Linked DNA regions of Mus musculus: regions 2 and 3 are each linked to region 1. Evidence: chromatin contacts called from public HiChIP or PLAC-seq data. All regions are on one chromosome and are shown on one strand. Each heading gives the region's core, a stretch centred on a gene start, on an enhancer-like site or on the middle of the called end of the contact. The rest is flanking DNA. Distances are from core to core; before and after follow the strand shown.

What was found. HiChIP or PLAC-seq counts read pairs in DNA pulled down with a chosen protein or histone mark.
Region 2: an H3K4me3 HiChIP or PLAC-seq map of the 230-238 cell line shows a contact between it and region 1, with 4 times the contacts expected there. The contact joins the enhancer-like site here to the promoter of Rnf13 in region 1. A contact is called at or near these places in 3 of 39 promoter capture datasets (hippocampal neurons, liver and pre-B cells), 3 of 484 Hi-C or Micro-C datasets (CD4 T cells, CD8 T cells and regulatory T cells), 2 of 115 datasets of contacts at active chromatin or transcription factors (the 230-238 cell line and large pre-B cells) and 1 of 9 other capture datasets (liver).
Region 3: an H3K4me3 HiChIP or PLAC-seq map of bone marrow-derived macrophages shows a contact between it and region 1, with 4 times the contacts expected there. The contact joins the enhancer-like site here to the promoter of Rnf13 in region 1. A contact is called at or near these places in 1 of 39 promoter capture datasets (hippocampal neurons) and 8 of 115 datasets of contacts at active chromatin or transcription factors (astrocytes, bone marrow-derived macrophages, embryonic stem cells and 5 more).

The regions. Positions count from the first base shown.
Region 1 is chr3:57,733,418-57,738,253 of GRCm38.p6, reverse strand. Rnf13 (ring finger protein 13) reads right to left here and starts at 2,197. Exons shown (of 10, transcript NM_001113413.3): 1 at 2,054-2,197.
Region 2 is chr3:58,670,061-58,674,896 of GRCm38.p6, reverse strand. No RefSeq gene overlaps it. Among named protein-coding and RNA genes, the nearest start is that of Siah2, 20 kb to the left of the region's middle. Within about 2 kb of position 1,971, at least 79 of the 459 cell types and tissues checked have an H3K27ac peak or open chromatin away from gene starts, as enhancers often do. A contact at or near this core is called in the 230-238 cell line, pre-B cells and regulatory T cells, where this site is marked.
Region 3 is chr3:58,506,286-58,511,121 of GRCm38.p6, reverse strand. No RefSeq gene overlaps it. Among named protein-coding and RNA genes, the nearest start is that of Eif2a, 17 kb to the left of the region's middle. Within about 2 kb of position 2,666, at least 67 of the 459 cell types and tissues checked have an H3K27ac peak or open chromatin away from gene starts, as enhancers often do. A contact at or near this core is called in bone marrow-derived macrophages and pro-B cells, where this site is marked.

The DNA.
Region 1 (4,836 bases), core at 948-3,447:
CTTTTAGTTAATACTAACATGACATAAGTATGTCATATGATTTTATCAAGCCAGTTAATACACAGTCTTAATAAAAACTACAAAACATAAAGTATCTTGCTCAACTCTATAAACCTACCCCAAGAGGCAAACACCTACTCTACCCTCACTTTGCTGAACTTAGTGCCCAAAAGCTGATATAAACTCTGTTAGCCTCAGATGCAGAAACATCAAAGGAAGTAAGCTGCAAGCTAGCAAGAAGCTAGGCTCCTCTAAAATCCTTACAGAAATAACAAGGATAAATGAGTAGTTAGCCCCAAACCTTCCCATATTCCATTTCCCTAAGCACGGACTTTATTCACATTACTTCCACTGCACATCGAGACACCATTTTGACTTCAGGTAAGGCAGAGGAAAACATACACATATGACTAAGACAACTAACTTTCCCTATACAAAGACTATAGTCTATATAATCAATTCAAGGAAGCATAACTATGATACAGACATATTTTATTTCATTTAATCTTCACAACTTCACCCTTTTTTCATTTTTTTTAACTTTCTCACTTATTGTGTGTGTATGACTTGGGAGGTAAGACATATACCACAAGGTTCATGTGGAGAGCCGAGGACAGCTTTGTGGAGTCAGTTCTCCCCTTCTTCCTCTATGTGGGTTCTGGAAATCTAATCCAGACCATTAGAACTGCAGGGCCAGCTCTACTACTCACCAAACATCTCACTAGCCCTTTCCATATTTACTGATGTCACCCAACACTGGAGGGTAAGTCTAGTCTGATTCCCAAATTTGAAACTCTTTGGAAACAGTTTTTTGTTTTGCTTTGCTTTGCTTTTTGCCTGATTCTACAATATTACACTTTATATCTTCCTCTTGACCCGCATAAAAACAAAAACAAAAACAAAAAAAAAACTATACCTGAAATTAACTCTATGGCCATAGATTATAAAAAGAAGAAAAAAGTCTATTAATGAATCCCTGTGGCCCTCCACACTCAACTCCTATTTAAAGACCACAGTCCTCTGAAATGAATTCTTTTTGACCCATTAAAAACTGTCTTTAAACAAGGCTTGATGGCTAGTAATTCCAGTACTGAGTAAGCTGAGGCAAAAGAATGGAAGTCTGAGATCAGACTGGGCTACATGTAAGGACCATGTCTCAAATAAATAAACAATGACCCTGTGGCCAATTAAACTCTCAAAAGTTCTTCCCTAAATCTTTAAATAGCCTGTCTCTACTGGCTCTTGGGAGGCACGGCCACTTTACTGTATTGTATCAGAAAGTGCAGCTGTCTTCTGGGCACTGCTGAAAGGAACGCAGTTTCCACTGGAACTGCTGCATCACTGGTAGAAAACAGTATAATCCAGGCAGGTTTGGGGCAGACATCAGCCTATAGCAGCTGCCCACGGTGCTGAAATTGAAGATTAAAATGGGAGTTATGGAAATTAACTACTGCCAGATTAGAAGAAAATAGGGCAATTGACCATAAGCAAGCAGAGAACATGCAGCAAAGTTGTTTCCCTCTCAGGGGCAGATCAATTCAATAAGCGTCCTTGCAAAAAAGTTCGGACTTCCAACATTGGGTAGGAAAAAAAAAAAAAAAGGCAGTATGTGGCCCTAGCAAGGTCACGTCCAAGCCTGTGAGCTGAGCTTTTACGGAAGGAAAGGGGAGTGGGTGAGAAAAGGAAGGAAGCAAGCGATGAGATTTTCTTCTTCTTCTTTTTAAAGACAAAACAGCCCGAGAGTATTTTCGCCGAGGACTTAAGAGGCAAGTCCTGGACTAGAGAAGTCTTCCAAGTATCTTTCCAGGCCACGGGGACCTCTGGAAGGGGCCGTGGGAAGCAAAATCCATAGCCCGACAACTTCAGATCTACCAGCCCGCAGGATGGGATGCTAAGGACTCCTCTCCCGCACGGGCCTGTGCTGTCACTGCACGTAGCAGAGGAGCCCGACCGTCCCCACCTCGGGCTACCGCACCCAGGCCGGAGTGGGTGTGTTCTCCCGGCCAGGCCCGACAACCCCCGCCTACCGCTGCGGAGCCACGCTGGTTCTTACCTGAAGTCCGCCCCCGGAACCTAGGCTCACGGCCACCCAAGAGAAGTCGCTACCCGGACTTCATGACTGAGTATCCGCACTGAGCCCCTACCCAAGCAAGTCGGAGAAGGGACCACAACAGCGGGCAAGCGGAAGTCCCGCCTCCCATGCCTCATTGGCCCATACTCGGAGGTAAAGAAATATTATTGGGCTGTGATGTTGCCCGTCACGGCCCCGCCCCTCTCGCGGAGTCGCGCAGCCTGCCTCTGCTGGGTTGGGAGAATTGCCCAGTTTTTGAGTGTCGTTCTGAACCGCGTGATACATCATCCCTATTAGGAACGGGGAAGATGAGGGAGGGACGGCTTTTGGAAGCCCTGGGTGCGGTGGAGAAGCCACCCTGGACTGCCCCAGCCTGATCCGCAGATGATTGGCTTGCAGAGTGAGGCCCTAGCGAAGGCTGTGTGTCTGAGTGGCCCGCAGCGATCCGAGGCCGAAGAGCCGCGAAGTGTCTTGCACCCTCCCGGGAGAGGGCCGATGAGGGCGGGGAACTCCGGGTGACGCCTTGCGCTGGAATCCAGGTCGGGTTAGAACTAACCGCCCGAGGTTTATGCAAGAACCACGAGGCCTGGCAGGGAGCCGGGCTGATCAGCTCACTGCTTGACTAGCCAAAGTCCAACCACGCGATTCAGTCCTCAAAACAGCCTTTCAAAAACCATGTCACCTTTTGAGGAACGAAAATCTCATCCCTTGAGTTCTCATACTTTTTCACCCCCTAGTCTGAAAAAGCAGAGTTCTTGGATTGAAATGACCTATTGGGCCATCAACATTAACAGCTCCTAAACTACTGCCTTTTGTTTTTAATGCGGTTTGATGCAAAGATTCTGACATGCCCTAATCGAACTGGCCCTAATAAAGCATCTTTGAGGCCCATACTGGCATCAAATATTTAATTAACATGTTTGGATTTTGGTTGTGGGGGGAGTTATTACAGGAATGTAAGTTGTTTATAGCCTCGTTTGCTTCAGGAGCCCTAAGTAGGTGGGGAACAAGAATAGAAAGATTTCCTATTCTTTTTTCTTGTGCCTTTTAAACTAGAATCTACTCTAAATACCACTCAAGCAATTTAAGAAAACAAATGTAAGGGATTGAAGATTGAGTTCACAGTCAGCACCCAGAGCACTTGCCTAGCAAGCACTAGACTCTGGGTTACAGAAAAGGGAGGGAACAAAAAAGAATCAGATTAGAATAATAAGGACCATCAAAAACATTTTCAGCTGCATAGCCCATAATTGTATAGTTAATGTATTTTTCATGTATTGGGAAGAAGACATTCACAACTATATAACTGTGCTTTGACAAAGTCATGAAGGTCGAGATTGGGAATATTGTTATGAAGGCTAGAGTACTATACAGAGAGGTGCTATATCTTTTGATGCATCTTTAATTAAATTCTCTCAAAATGGTTTTCTATATTAAATTAGATTTCTTCCATAATATAAAAGTTTTTTTAAGGACAAAAAATAAAGCCAGTTGCTAATTCCTTAAATAGAAACTCTTAAGAAGAGAACATTTTGCTTCTGTATTCAGTCTGCTCTGTAATCCATGGTAAATATATAGTTCTCTCAGAAATAAGCAAGGTAATGTATTTGTGTTGCACTTGGGCAGACTAATGGTGATATATATATATATATATATATATATATATATATATCCCTTGTATTGAATGAAGGCAAATTAGAAGATAGAGTGGAAAATAATATTTTCAATTGTCTTTTTTTCGAGAGCATGAAAATTTTAATAGAGTATATGATGATAAGAAAAAAAAAACACCAATTATTCCCTCCTAAAATCCAATCATCTGGATGTGATGGAATAGGCCTAAAATTCCAGCACTCAGGAGGATCTAAAGTTACAGGGCCTCTTTAGCTTTGTAGCCACTTCAAAGCCAGCCTAGGAAACATAAGACTGTCTTATTTACTATGACTGTGTGTTATAACCAAGGCAACTTATAAAAGCAAATGTTTAGTTGGGCCTTTGGTTTCAAGGGTTTATTAGCCAGGGTTCTCTAAAGTGACAGAACTTATAGAATGAACATATATGAATATATCAATATATGTGGGATTTATTAGAATGATGTAAAGGCTGCTGTCTAGCTAATCCAATAATGGCTGCCTATGAATAGAAAGTCCAAGAATCCAGTAGGCTCAACTGTACACACTGGGATCCCTAAGTAGGCTCTAACGCCAGTGTAGGAATGGACTCACTAGCAAGGTGAGAGCAAGCAAGCAAAGGGCAAAAGCTTCCTTCTCCCCTGTCCTTCCATAGGCTTCCAGCAGAAGGTGTAGCCCAGGTAAGAGGAGGGTCTTCCCACCTCAAAAGATCTGTTTTAAAGATGTATCTTCCCAACTAAAAGATCTTGATTAAAGGCTTGTCTTCCTACCTCAAAGTTCTGGATTAGAAATGTATCTTGGTACTTAAAATTAAGCAAAAGTTCTTCACAAGTGTGCCCTCCATTTTGGGGTTTTAGTTAACTCCTTATGTGGTCAAGATGAGAACCAAATATAGCCATCAAATAACCCTCTTATTTTCATTCATATGTATATAGATAGATATAGGTATAGGTATAGGTATAGGTATAGGTATAGGTATAGATATAGATATAGATATAGATATAGATATAGATATAGATATAGATATAGATATAGATATAGATATAGATATAGATATAGATATATAGAGATGCCAAAGACCAGCCTGGCATGGAGAGGAATTCTGAGAGAAGGGTGCCTGGGAGCAATGTAAAG
Region 2 (4,836 bases), core at 722-3,221, 940 kb before region 1:
TGGACAGATGCAGAAGTCTCCACCACTACCTCTAGAGCTAGTACATCCAGCAAAGCCGCTGGTCCAAGGTTGGGGACAGCAGCCCATAGGTCTAAACCCAGTCAGTGTTATGCGTTGTCACTAGTGATGTGGGTCTCATCTCCAGGATTGTTTGCTGTCTGACTGCCAGCTGTGAGAAAACACACAACTCCCATTTTCCAAAATTACAAAGAGGAGGCATGGTTAGTGTTGGGGCCAGAAATGATGAGGCCAACCATGGTGCACGCTCTCTCCTTCCAAGCCCAGTGTCCCAAAACAATTCACATTAGCCCTGAACTTTGTTCCAGAATTCAGCGTCTCCTCAGTGAGGTGATTAAGCTAACAGAAGAGCAGTTGGGAGTGATGGCTCCGGAGCTGTCCATGTTTTCTAAGAGAGACACATGTTAAGCTTTAATCACAGAGTTCTGGCAGGTAAGGAAGTTGGCTGGTTTTATGCCAACTTGACACCCACCAAATTTGCCTGTGGTAATTTTATTAAGGTTGATGTGGGAGTATCCAGCTCGCTATGGACAGTTCCACCCCTGGGCTGGTGGTCCTGAGGGCTGAACACGCCAATAAGCAGAACTTCTCCATGGCCTCTTAGCCCCTCCTTGTCTTCAGGTTTCTGCCATGCTTCAATTCCTGCCTTGAAATCCATCAGTTATGGACTCTGATATGGAAGCATAAGAAAAATAAGCCCTTTACTCCTCAAGGTGCTTGTGTATATGGTGTTCTATCAAAGTAATAGAAACCTTAAGTAAAACCGTTGCTAAGGTAAATTATAGGCTATTCTTCAAATGAAGAGTAAAAAGATCTGTACAAAAGTAGATAATGATATATTTTGGAAGTGAAGAAAAACCGCTGTTGGCACTAAGTACATCACATCTCCCACTGGCAGAGGTAAGCCAGCTTCCAGGAGCAGGTAGGGGCCCATCTCCTCCCATGATACCCAGGCAGTGTGAGTATAAAAAAGCTGAGCCTGTCAGCAGTTGCTTCCTATATAACCCTTCATGTTACTACTGAAATCGGGACTCTGTGGCCAACAGTGCAGGAAAGAAAAAGCTATGAGCAAGGCCTGAAAGGAGGAGATGGAGAAACAGCATGTTAAATGCAAAGTGGGTGAGGAGGGGTAGCCACCATAGTGGCCAGCGACGTGGGTCCTGGAGTTCAGGCGTGCTAATTCCCCATGCCCCTCAGGATAGGATTTAATGAAGGTTAATAAACCTGTGGACAACTGCGCTCTTCCAGTTAGAAGGCCCCACAATCTGATGAGATCACCAACCATGACCTGTCTACTCGCTGGCGTTCCAGAAATTATATTTTCTAACAGAGAAAGAAGAAAAAAAAAAAAAAAAGGCTGGCTGAGAATCCACAGATTATAATAGGAATGCAAGAGGAAGTGAGAAAGATGTAAGTCAGAACTGGCTCTTAACAAACAGAATAACCAATAATTGTCAAGAAGTCAGCATGTGATCTATTTGCCATATTTTTAAAAAATGTAAGATTTCTTCTCCTTTGTCCTTTGCCGGTGATTAAAACATGGCTGATTGGGCAGTGGTGGATTCAGCCTGTGTTGTGTGGCGCTCTGATACATTTATGCAATGGTTCTCAAAAGGACAAGAGAAGAAAATATTCTGTCTTTTTTTTTTTAAATAAACGAAATCTGAGATCTGGAGCTCCCCACTGACACCATCATCATCATTGCTGGGGAGGATTTGGTCTGTGTCTCTGAAACATGGTTTTAGAAGCTAGGTGCAGCAGGAATGACAGAAAACTTGAGAGAGGTCCCTGAGGGCAACAGCCATCTTGGATTCTCAGATACAACCTCGGGTTCCAGCAGTTACATCCCTACTAAAAGCGGCCAGGGTTATATGAGTACCACACAACTCCCTTACGCATGCCCAGAATATCACTGGAGGGAATCATCTCTGTACTAATGCCATTAAGGTTCTTGGAACTTGCCATGGGGCCAGCACTGTGACCCTAAATCAGCCCCAAGGCTACAATTCCTAACTAGCAACATTAGAAGGACTGTTTTCTGAATGTTGTATCTAGTGCTAACTTCTGTGAGAGGACATTCAACTTGAGCTAAAGCAGACAGACCATGCAGGCAGCCTCTGCAGGAAGTGACTCTGGGATGCCAGGGATGTCTGTGACTGGTGGATCACATTTCAGCTGAGTCAGAGCTGCAGGTGCGACCTGGGCACAGAGACCAGCTTTGCTTTGTAGTCCTCCACTCATAGAGTCTGGCCTTGACCCCTGCTTGAACCATGAAGCCACCCATTGTCACAATCTTTAAAACAAACCACCTGCTACTCACTTGAGGCTTAAAATGTACTTTCAATGAATACTGTTCATTTGCCTTAAAGTCTCCAAATGACAAAAAGAACATGGAGTCTGTGGACACCAACGCCATCGCTGTTACCAATTTAAGAATGAATGAATGAATGAATGAATGAATGAATATAAATGTGCAGGGCTTCCTGCAATGTCAAAGATTAGAGCTTCCAAGTAAGGCTGAGTGAAGGCCCTGTGAGCCAGGGAAGGAGACAGTCAGAATACAAACAGACAACTGCAGAGAGAGAAATAGAGAAAGGGCTTCCAAAATTCAAAAAGGAAGTAAAGGATACCAGAAATGTGTAAGGGGTGGGGTGGGGGACCATGACACTGAGAAGGAAGTGAAACGGCTGTAATTCCCCTTGGGTCTGGGGTGGGGTGGGGAGTGGAAGTGGGCAGGAGCCACTTCCAAGAGCTAAGCCGGATGAAAGCTGGCCTGTGAGTACAACACTCCAGACAGGCCCACGCCCCCGTGCCCATGCCCCTAGTCATTCTAGAAGCCAATTGCAAGTTTTGGAAGGGCTGGTTCTCAACTGGTCAGGGAAAGAGATCTCATGCTGTGCGATGAGTGTGGGAGTCTTGAGAAAAGCTGTTCTTGAGAACCGAGCTACCCAGGGGGCCAAAGACTGGAACCTTGAAGTTGGAGAGCTTCAGTTTGTCCTGGGACAGCCCCTGACTGAGGCAGCTGGAGAAGGCAGGGGGCCAGACACTGACAACATGCAAGGTGCAAGCAGCCTGAGACTGCCTTACACTGGGAAGGGGTGGGGGAAAGCTGGCCATCTGGGAACAGATCTCAACTGAGAATAACCCTTGAACTTGAGGGCTTTGAACCTGAGGCCAGCTGGGAGTTCTGGATCTTGGGGATTGAATTAAAGTCACTAAGCTTTGGTGGCCAGTGCTTCTACCCCAGGAGCTGTCTCTCCAGCCCCTCTTTAAAAAAAAAAAAAAAAAGCAAAAAAAAACTTCATATTTTTAATCTCTTGCTCCTTTTTCTTCCCCTCCATACTACTTTCCACTCTCCTCCTTTCGCTTACAGGACCCTGCTTTGCTCTTGGCTCCATCCCGTCTCCTTCCCTTATCTTGTGCTCAAGATCTTCACACTGGCATCAACAGTGTTCAACTTCAAGGCACCTTGTGCCGCAGTCCGGTCACTTTCCATGGCGTGGTCGGGCTGTGAACTGTGTTAAATGCGCCTGTACAGCTTCTGTGGTTTCACGCCACTAGGTCAGTTTGTTTCCATCCTTGATGAGTGGTACTACTCGAGACTGAGCCTTCCAAAGTAGACTGGGAGGAGGCACATGCCTTTAATCCCAAGACTGAGGAGAAGAGGGCAGGCAGATCAAAGTAATCGGTCACTTTCTGATTGGATGTATGTCCTGTTCCACAAGCTCTGCCTGGAACCACTAACTAGGCCAACTAAGCCATGGCTACCTAAGTCGGCTATTCTCCTGAGTGGACATAGAAATGAATTTCCAACTAAGTTCTTGCTCTTAGTCCCATAGAGTAGGGCATCCTTCAGCCCCCGTCAGAAAAGCTGCTTTTGAAGTAGACGGCAATGAGTACAGAGGCCCACCATTGATCTGTATGCAGAGAATAAAAGACTGTGGATTGCTCAGCTCTAAATGGGGCATCTATAGTCACCTCCCCTCCAAGGCTCTGGGATCGTTGTGTTGGAGCAGGTGGGAAATTTTTTAAGAGCATGGGTGGTAGAGGTTTGCAGTGACTTCTAGGCATGGCAGGGCTGGTACACTCACAAACTCACGTCGGCTAGGACTCCATACTCAAGACCTGCACAAAATTAAAACTAGAAAGAAAGAAGAAAGGGAGGGAGGGAGGAAAGAAGGAAGGAAGGGAGGGAGGGGAGGGAGGGAGGGAGGGAGGGAGGGAGGGAGGGAGGGAGGGAGGGAGGGAGGGAGGGAGGGAGGAAGGGGCAATTCATGGGTGCTGGTGATTGAGAGCCTTTTGGGATGTGTTCCTGGAGATGCTGCTCGTACGCCAGTAGATGGTCCTACAACCATGCTCATTACAGGCGAGCACTAAGTAGACTTGGTGAGCTTAAAACAAAGTGCATGAAAGAAAGTATAAGAATCCAAATAGGAAAGAAAGAAGTCAAATTATCCCAACATATAGATGACTTAAAGCTACACTTAAAAGAGCTCAAATGTTATCCCCTTCCCTGGTTTCCCCTCCAGAAACCCCCTATCCCATCCTCCCTCCCCCTGCTTCTATGAGAATGCTCCTCCACCCATCCACCCAATCCTGCCTCCCTGCCCTGGTGTTCCCTTATACTCGGGCATTGAGCCTTCAGAGGGCCAAGGGTCTCTCCTCCCACTGATACCCAACAAGGCCATCCTCTACTACATATGCAGCTGGAGCCATGGGTCGCTCCATGTGTACTCCTTGGTTGGTGGTTTAGTCCTCCTCCTGGAAATTTTTAGATCTCATATACACTTGTAAGAAAGTAGCATACAGAATTGCAAC
Region 3 (4,836 bases), core at 1,417-3,916, 770 kb before region 1:
GAGTAATCCCATTACAGATGGTTGTGAGCCACCATGTGATTGCTGGGAATTGAACTCAGGACCTCTGGAAGAGCAGCCAGTGCTCTTAACTGCTGAGCTAATTCTCCATCCCTAAAATAGTTTTAATTAAAAACATCTTCAGGGGCTGGAGAGATGGCTCTTGTTGCTCTTACAGAGAATCCATTTTTGGTTCCTAGCTCTCCCCCTCCTCGCCCCCCACGATGGTTTGTAATCATCCACAATTACAGCTTTAGGAGATCTGATATCTTCTGACTTCTGCAGTCACCAGGCATGCACATGGTACACATACATACACACAAGCAAAGCATTCATACACATAAAAATATTTTCAAAATTAAATATGTGTAAAACAATGAGATGTCAGTATGCCACAGTTGTTAAAATGTCGTCATGTTTGCTTTAAATGTTTCCTTTTAAAGTAGAAACACTGGTAGGGCAATAGTTCATTGTTCCAGTATGTTCTTAGCACTGACTAGGTTCTGAGTTCAGCTTTTAACACCATCAAATAGCAGGATGAGTACACGAGTGCTATATAGATATATGAAGGACTGACAGACATATAGATAGACAAATCGATATGTGGTTGATAAATAAGGATACAAACACACTTTGTCTTCTGAAGTCAGTGTGGGATGCTAATACTTCTTGTACTTTCACATAAACATGTATAACATAAACAATGCATACCCCCCATATCTTCAAATAGCTAGTATGAATGTATATTTTCCTATGCAGCACTATGTTTTGGTACTGAGGAGACACATACAGCCTGGCACTGAGCATACCATAGATCCAACCCCTGGCCCATGCCCTGTAATTTTCATGAATGCCCCAGGTGTCTGTCAAGCCTCCTCCAAGGGATGCTGAAATTCTTTCCATTTATTCTGTAATTTGCAGTATGTGGGTTGTACTATACTCTCCTTCTTTACAGAAATGGATGTCTTAGGAATTAAGTGCATAATAATAAGTGTTGGAGTGGCAGTTAAGGACACTTTTCGGTTGTTGCAGAGAACTAAAGTCCTATTCCCAGAACCCACATGGCAACTCACAACTGCCTGAAACTCCCGAGTTCAGGGATCCAGTATCTTCCTCTGGTCTCCATAAACAGTCCCACATGTGAAGCATATATTACCAACACACACACACATCTTTTTTTTTTTTTAAAAAATTAAACGAGCAAGAGTTCATCAAAATACATTTAACATTTTAAAGGTTTATTTATAGTATGTGTGTGAGGGTGTTGCCTGCATGTGTATACACATGTATGTATACACATATGCACCATGGGTGTGCCTGGTGCCCTCGGAGGGAGTTGGGTCACCTGAAACCAGAGCTACAAATGGTTGTGAGCCACCATGTGGGGTCTGAGGACAGAACCTGGTTCCTTTGCAAGCATGGCAAGTGCTCTTAACCACAGAGCCATCTCTGCATCCCCATATATTATTCTATCAGATGCTAACATTTGCCCACTCATAGTTGGCTAGTAAGTCTCTGTGTTGGGTCGGTGCACTACTATTGTCACTAGCAAGGCCGAGTGACTTTTCAGATGCCTTGAAGCTTGGGTTTCTGTCAGGCTTTTGTCAATATTGACCTGACCTTGGGCAATATAAATCACATTTAAGATTACAGGTGTCAGTGTGTCCTTAGTTTCTTCATGTTTCTCTTTTCTAAATGCAATTGAAAATCTTGATTCATAGCCCCTTTAGTGAAACTACTAAATACATAATGGTTTCATAACAACAATACCAATTTGTTACTATTATTACTGAAAAGTTAGCATCTAAGTCTTTTTACATTTTTTGTCACCTCTGAGAAACACTTTTCAGGAACATAAAGTCGAGTCCTTACCTTTAAATCACTCCAAATTTGAGATGGCTCAGCACTTAAGAGTAATGGCTGCCCTTCCAGAGGATCTGAGTTCAGTTTCCAGCAACCACGTGGTGGTTTACAACCATCGGTGACTCTAGTCCCAGCAGATTCTGGTGCAATGGACACATGATGCACATATACATGCAGGCAAAACACCCAAACACATAAAATAAAAATGTCTAAAATGCTTTTTAAGTTTGAATCACCTGAAATTTCTGTATGGCTATGTACTGACTTCATACATAGTAAGGTCTATTTGTTTCATTTAAATTTTGCGTTGAGATTATTTTTCTTTATCTTAAAAAGAAACAGTTTTCATAGCTCATGTGCTCTCCCTTTAAGGCTCCTCTTAAGTATTTTCAGTGTATGGCTTGAGGTAAGAGTCTGTTTTTATTCTTCTGTGCGTCAATATCTAGTTTATCCAGTACAGTTTGTTAAATGATATTTTCCCACACTGAATTGTCTTGGCAATCCTTCGGGACATGAGTTGACAACCTATCCATTGATTTGTCTCTAGATTTACATGTCTAACCATGATCTGTATGTCTGGGCGTCTTTTAGTCCACCGTGCCCTGATTGCTATGCTTTGTGGTAGGTTTTGAAATCAGGAAGTATACAGAAGGCGTGCAACCTTGTTCTCTTTTTCAAGGTTGTTTTGAGCTATTTTGGTTCTCTCGCGTTTCCCTATGAATTTTCAGAACAGCTTTGCCACCTTCTACCAGGAAGCCAACTAGCATGGACACTGTGACTTCTGTAAAGCAATCTGGGCTGTGTTGCAATCTTTGCAACATTGTTTCCCAATCCACAAACAAGGCCTTTCTTTTAGTTTATTGAGGTATTCTTTCAACAATGCAGTTTTCCTGAGTTTGCACTTTGGTGAAATTTGCTGTGAAGCACTTTATTCTCTTAAACTTTATTGTAAGTAGTTTTCTTGGTTTCTGCCTGCTCTGAACTAGTGTACGGATAAGTACACTGTGCCCTGCATCATTGCTTGTCTCTTGCATCTGTCTGCTGGGTACCAGTGTGTAGATAAACACGGTGTGTTGTGTCTCCCTCCTACAGCCTTGCTGAGCTTGTTTGTAAATTTGTTTGTTTTAGTAGATTCTATTTCACATATAAGATTATGTCATTTACAAATAAGCATAACCTGGATTCTTTCACTCCCAATTTGAGTAGCTTTTATTTCATTTCCCTGTCTACTCTCTCTGACCTGTGCAATGTTGGATACAAGTGGCAGCACCAGGCGCCAGTGCCGGGTTCCTCTACTACATGAGATAAGGTGTCTGCTAGCTGCTTCTCTAGCCACACCACTACTACCCCCCCACGCCCCCACTCGCCCCCCCCCCCCAGTCCCTAGCAACCACTTATATACTTTTTCTTTTGCTCATTTTGACATTTTCATAGAAAGAGAATGATACAATGTGTTGCCTTCTGTGCCTGACCACTTTTCTTGGGAGAATTGTTTCAAGGTTCATTTATTTCACAGTTAGAATCAGCACTGTTTCTTGTTTTTTTTCTACCGTCAGCTGATGTACATCGGGTTGTTTCTACTTCCAGCTATCATGAAGTAATGGTACTCCAAGCATCCAAGTACAAGTCTATGTTGAGTGTATGTGCTTCCTTCTCCCGGGTAGTCACCTTGCAGAGGGACTAAAGGGTTCTAGAGAAATGTCAGCAAGACTTTCTTTCATTCCCTCTTCGTGAGACAGAACAGATATGGATTGAATACATAACTATCCATTTTAGAGACAAATGGTAGACTTACACAGATCCTCTTTTTTTTCCCCATTTGCTTTTCACCTAAAATAGATCCAGATGAGGAAACAAAAGCAAAGCATGCTTATCCTGGTACCAGCCCACACTGGCCACACCGATAGACCACAGATAGACCTCTGGTGGTTTTATATTATAACATGAGCAGGATGTTTCGTGATTTACTCAACTACCTATGGGTATTTCAGTGACATTTGGGTCACATGTATTACAATAAAACCTAAAAAGTCATCTACATATTATATAGCTATAATTTATATTTATATATATATAAATCATATATATAAGTGTGTGTATATGCGTATACATATATGTATATATGTGTATTTATATATCTATATACACACATACAGGTCTCACTGTACTATGTATCACTGGATGACCTGGAAAATGATATGTATACCAAGCTGACCTTGAATTCACAGAGATGACTTTCTCTGCCTTCAGAGTGCTGGAATTAAAGGTATGCATAACCATGCCTCTGAATACATTTCTGCTTCTCTATTTGGTATATCCAAGTTCCTAAATACCGTCTGTCAGGTCCAATGTGTGTGCTATTCTTGGTTGTCAACCTAACTACATCTGGAATTAACTAAAACCCAAAAATGTAGTGGCACCCCTGTGAAAGATTTTTGCTTAATTTGAAGTGGGAAGATCTGCATCTAATCCAGATCTTTGAGGTAGGCAGACACACCGTTAATTCAGATCTTTGGAACCAAGAAAACCCACCTCTAATCTGGGCCATACCTCCCTCATATACTGAAGACTAGCTGAGACATTTAGCCTCCTGGACTGTGTAATTACTGAATGCTAGGACCTTCCATTCATAGCAGCGATTATTGTACTAGCTTGATCAAAACTTGTAAATCCTCCCCTTTATAAATATATATATAAATAAATATATGTATTATACATAAACATACATTATGTATATATACAAATACATATGTGAATATATATATATATATATATATATATATATTCATTCTATAACTTTGTTGCTCTAAAGCACTCCAACTAATACACCCAAATTCCAAAATGCAGAAGAGATATTTGAATAACTGTGGTGCCTATTAATATACCAAGGAACATGCTGGCCTTCACCTTCCCTCAGTACCACAAACACCTGTTCCACATTTCAAAGTTCACGCAAGCATCCTAGCCCTTCGAACC